Linked DNA regions of Danio rerio: region 1 is linked to region 2. The links are chromatin contacts, called in public Micro-C maps. All regions are on one chromosome and are shown on one strand. Each heading gives the region's core, a stretch centred on a gene start, on an enhancer-like site or on the middle of the called end of the contact. The rest is flanking DNA. Distances are from core to core; before and after follow the strand shown.

Evidence for each region. A called contact is a pair of places that touch in the nucleus more often than the background predicts.
Region 1: a contact with region 2 is called in a Micro-C map of caudal fin, with 8 times the contacts expected there. The contact joins the enhancer-like site here to the promoter of smad6b in region 2. A contact is called at or near these places in 1 of 18 Hi-C or Micro-C datasets (caudal fin) and 1 of 4 datasets of contacts at active chromatin or transcription factors (embryo).

The regions. Positions count from the first base shown.
Region 1 is chr18:21,136,659-21,139,574 of GRCz12tu, forward strand. No RefSeq gene overlaps it. Among named protein-coding and RNA genes, the nearest start is that of smad3b, 22 kb to the right of the region's middle. Within about 2 kb of position 1,528, at least 18 of the 62 cell types and tissues checked have an H3K27ac peak or open chromatin away from gene starts, as enhancers often do. A contact at or near this core is called in caudal fin, where this site is marked.
Region 2 is chr18:21,033,878-21,036,633 of GRCz12tu, forward strand. smad6b (SMAD family member 6b) reads left to right here and starts at 1,391. Exons shown (of 4, transcript NM_001045051.2): 1 at 1,391-2,756. The coding sequence starts at 2,097.

The DNA.
Region 1 (2,916 bases), core at 278-2,777, 100 kb after region 2:
CTTTCTCTGGCTGCTCCGGTTTTGTCGTAAAACATGCTGAATTAGTTGGCGGTTCATTCCACTGTGGCAAGGCCAGAATAAAAAAGGGACTAAGCTTAAAAAAATGAATGAATGAATTTTGTATTTGTCCAGGTAGTAACGTAATATTTTTAAAACATTTAAAAAAATGTTTGTTTGCTTGTTGTATTGTTATATATACAGTTGAAGTCAGAATTATTAACCCCTTTGAATTTTTTTTTTTATATATTTTTCAAATGGTGTTTAACAGAGCAAGGAAATTTTCACAGTATGTCTGATAATATTTTATCTTCTGGAAAAAGTCTTATTTGTTTTATTTTGGCTAGAACTAAAACATTTATTAATTTTTAAACACCATTTTAAGGACAAAATTATCAGCCCCTTCAAGCTATATATTTTTTCGATAGTCTACAGAAGAAACCATCGTTATACAATAACTTGCCTAATTACTCAAACCTACCAAGTTAACCTAATTAACCTTGTTAAGCCTTTAAATATCACTTTAAGCTGTATAGAAGTGTCTTGAAAAATATCTAATTAAATATAATACTGTCATCATGACAAAGATAAATTAAATCAGTTATTATAAATAAAACTATTATGTGCAGAAATGTGTTGAATAAATCTTCTCTTTGTTAAACAGTAATAATACAATGATTCAGGGGGGCTAATAATTCTGACTTCAATTGTATATATTAACAATAATGTAATAAACTGAACAATTGAAAATATAGTTTTAAATACATTGTCAAAAGTAAGGTGCATAATTTGAACACATACAAACAGTAATTTTAGAAACATATAGGAAGCATTATAGACAGTTTAAAAACATTGGGAAAACCCATCATACTTATTCTTCATCATTCAAATAAATTAATTAATAAAAATATAATTTTTTTGAAGAATATCATTCGTAAATCATTATTATTATTTTAGAAATGTAAATAAATAGCTACTTTTTGCTATTTTAAATAGCAAACACACATATTCTCATATTTCAGAAATCAACACATTCAGTTCATATGCAGCAAATTAATTTCAAGTATTTTCACTTTAAATCTCAAGGTTTTAATATCATGTGAAACATAAATTGAGTCAAGTGTGTCTAAACTTTTGACTCTCACATTTCTGTGCAGCACTGTGCACAAATGCATGTATGAAATGTGCTGCTGATAAAAAGATTTATTTTTGAGCTTACACCGCGTTAATAGAAACTACATTCAGACCTTTTGCGTGCTCCGCTTTTTCAAAAGTGAAAAAATGAGGCGGAGAAGAGGAACAAAATATGAATGGAGAGACCTTGAGGAGAGTTAAATCATTGGTTTGTTTATCGGTGTGACCGAGAGAGCACATCAGCGTGTGATTGAGCAGTCTTTAAAGCTGCCCCAGAGAACGACACAGAGAAAATAAACTGTTTAGTGTTTCACTGGAAAACTTTTTTTTTTCTTCCCCCCACCCCTCCATTTCTTTCTGAATGAGAGGCTGAGTAGGAGTGCTGAGGTCTATCAGAAACATATGTGTGGAGTTCAAGGGCGGTTGGAGGAAGAAAGCGGATAAGCCTCTTAAAATGGTCTACATTCAGTGTGAGACTCGCTCTCAGAGAGGAAAAACAAGCGCTGAAATGCCATCTCATCAAAAGAAACTAATGGAATGTTTAAACCAGCTGAAACCATAAAAAGCAAACCTTGCCCTCGCGTCGTTTGCAAAGAGTGCTGTATTTTGTCTCTCGTGTTCTCTTACGGGTCTCGTGTGTTTCAATTGCTCATTTGTGGCTTTTTGAAAGATTGAGCCGTCATGCAGATTTGGCTCTGCAAGTATGTATTTATGTAGGACAGTAGGACTTTTTTGTTATGCAGATGAAGATTTAAAGCATGCAGAATAGTGCTGAGGTGGCACTCTGTCCGTCTTGTGTGTTTATTGTGAGTTGTAGTCTAACACACACATCACATCACATCAGAGAGGTTTCGTAGCTGTCACACATTAGAAGAGAACCACAGCTCCCTCTTTTGAAGGCATGCATGTAGAACTTGAGCTCAAGGATCCTGCTTGGAGATTTCAACCCCACCTTCTGGTGGTTTTGCAGTTCACGCAGTCAGTATATAAAATTGGATCTGTTTTTTCCATATCGTGTAGAGCTATTCTAATTACTTTGAATGGTTTTTATGTATTCATTTTTAGTTTAGTTTGGCTTTAGGAAAAATTTTATGTCTTTGTTTTTAGCGGGATGCAACATAATCATATGTGCCAGTAAAATTTATCAAACATGCACATTGATTTCATCTCAATTGACTACATTAATATAAAAACTACATCAAATTGACATCTAACATTGGCATGAAAAAAAAAAACACCATAAAAAATGCATCAGTCGATTTTTGATAATAATGTTAGATGTCGATTTGATGTTGCTTTGACATCAAGGTCAAAAAATTCTGTTATTTTACTTTTTTTTTTTTTTTTTTTTTTTTTGCAACAGCAGGGGTGCCAGAAAAAAGGAAAATAATGGATGTTAAATTACAGACATTTACCGTAAAATAACCAATGTTAAATTACTGAAGCTTACTGTAAAACAGCAGATGTTAAATTACAGAAATTTACCATGAAATAACAGATCTAAAATTATGGAAATTTATCGTAAAATAATGGATGTTAAATTACAAAAATTAACCATAAAATAATGGACGTTACATTACAAAAATTAACTGTAAAATAATAGACGTTAGATTACAGAAATTTACTGTATAATAATGGACATTAGGTTACAGAAATTTACTGTAAAATAATGGTCATTAGATTGCAGAAATTTACTGTAAAATAATGGACGTTAGGTTACAGAAATTTACCATGAAATAATAGATGTTAAATTACGAAAATTTACCGCTTCTTAATGGACGTTAG
Region 2 (2,756 bases), core at 141-2,640:
AAATTGATTAAGACAACTTAACACTTAGCAAATTTATGTGGATTGAACAAAAAAATTAAGTTGTCCTAATAAAATCTCAATAATTGTGTTATTTCAGCTCATTTTAATTAAGTAGTCTGAACAAGTAAAAAAATGCAATTAATTAATATTACAAATAATATATATATATATATATATATATATATATATATATATATATATATATATATATATATATATATATATATATATATATATATATAAATATATATATATATATATATATATATATATATATATATATATATATATATATATATATATATATATATATATATAAAAAATATATATATAGACAATGTGTGTATAGACAATGAATAGTCAGGAAGAAACAGATTTATTGAAAATTTAAAATTTTTAAACTAAAGTAAAATTGAATATTCTTAGAAAGCTGTTTTTTTCTACAGCAAGTTGCCATTTCATGTTGAGACTATTTTGTCCTAGTGATTTTGTTCTGAGACCATTCTGTAGACCATTTCAATGTGGTCATGCCATTGGCCCATGAACATTTTTGCTTGTTATCAAACTATTTCATGACTGCAATAAGAAGCAATTTAATCATAACTTATTGTTGAAACAGTCATAACATAAAATCATAACATTATTGATTAAAATGTGGCTCTTTTTGGATTCTCGGAAGCTAAATGAAAATTTTAAAACAAGAAACACATTGGGACCGTTGTTTTTGTTTACATCCTTCAAAATGGTCTATATTAACAGTCAATATACTGCAAAGTTTCTCTTTTCAAATTCATATTTTTTCCAGAACATTTCATTGACCATAAAATATACACATAATCGTCATGCATCCGGACCTATAGGTGTCAGTATAAAGCTGAAAACTACTTGAAATAAGATGCCACAAAATAAAAATTAAAACTTTCTGGAGGAATCTATAAAGGGGTTTTTACTATGTAGTATAACTTATTTTTTTGCTCATGCATATTACGTATTATTGTTATTTTGCATTTTTAAGAATAAAAATAAATTGCACAACACTTAACATAAAGTTATGACCGCAGTAAAGTTGCATTAACATCATCATCTTGAAAATGTTTGTTAAATAGCATCAGATTTTTACATTGGTTGTAATTTACGCGAAGTTTTTTTTTCTTTGCTTGGAATAAACAATTATCTTAGTTAGGATATATGAAGAAAAAAGAAATAGATGGATGTTATGCCTTTAAGAGTTAAGAAACTTGAAACCTTGTTTGCGCAACAATCAGTGCAGCTCAGAGCCGCCAAAGTGTCTAGACTAGCACATGATGGTAGTCAGCCAATGGCTCCATCGCTCTCCTCGGGGGCCCTGTGTGTGTGCGTATGTGTGTGTGTATGTGTGTGACAGGGGGAGAAAAAAAGGAAAAAGGGAGAGAAACGGAGAAAGAGAGAGATATCTGGGTTGCAGTTTGACCAGGTCTGAACACGGAACCAGGAGCACATTATAAGTCTACGGATTGTTCCTTTTCTGGCCCCGGCGCGCGCACAAGGATATTTTTGGATCGCAAAAAAGAGAGCGCGCTGGAATTGTGGAAAAACAACCGGAATAGTGAATTCTGCAAGGAATTGTCTGTGGATTTAATTCGCCGAGGAGCAGCTTCATTCATGTCTCCAGACCCGCTGTTGAAGAGTGGATTTGAACGTGTTTCAAAGTCCGAAAACATTTAAGAGCGCGCGACTAGAGTAGATTTTCGCCTGGGGTTTTTTGACATCACATTTATTTGATGTAGTTAAAACCCGTAGTGCATTTTAAATCTGGAAAAAAACATCATCGGACTCTTGGTCCACTTTCCAAACATGGTTCACATGTAGGCTTCTTGACAGCGTTCTTGTAAAATGAATGCGTTTCGCTATGCGGTAGTTTGACGATTTCTGTTTTTAATGCAATATAGCATTGTGCCTTCCAAACTAATGTTGTGGCTTTGCCACCGATATACGGTGCTCGGCTGTGCACGCGCTGCACGGCATTCGGCCAACATTAATGTTGCACGAGCTCAGAAATAGTTTCAAATCGCTGAGATCTGAACGTAAATAACTCATCTAGAGTTTCAAGTTGTCGTATGTTCAGGACGAAACGCTCAGGTCTTGTGCGGCGACTCTGGAGAAGCCGTTTGATTCCAGATAAAGAGGGGGGCGATGGATATGGCAAAAGCGGCGAGGGGTCTCGAGACGATCTGCTTGGCACCAACCCAGAGAAAATTCCCAAGACGGAGTTCAGACCGATGACCCCGAGCGGGTCGCCTAGCGTGGACTATGGGGAAGTGTGTACGAGGAATCCCGCTGAGAGCAGCGGCGGTGGCACCTCAGGGGGCTTTTTGGACCAAGATGGGGGTACGGTATGTACGGTGGGAAGCCCTCGGTCTGTGCAGGACAGCGATTGTAGAACAGTCACTTGCTGTTTATTCAAAGATCGGGACCATCATTCTGGATCTAGAAGTCCGGAGCCAGGCTCGTGCCAGTTTGTGCTGAGGAACATTGGCTCTTCACGGGACCCCGGTCCTCTGGAGAGCCAGGAGTCGAAACCTCGCTCCGTCATGGAGCAGGAGCTCAAGACCGCCACCTATTCACTATTAAAAAGGCTAAAGGAGAAAACCTTGGATACTTTGTTGGAAGCTGTGGAGTCAGGCGGGATGCCGAGCGACTGTGTGATGGTATCGCGGACCGAGCTGCGGTTAGGCGGCCACATGGCTCCTCCACAACTGCTTATCTGTAAGCTTTAC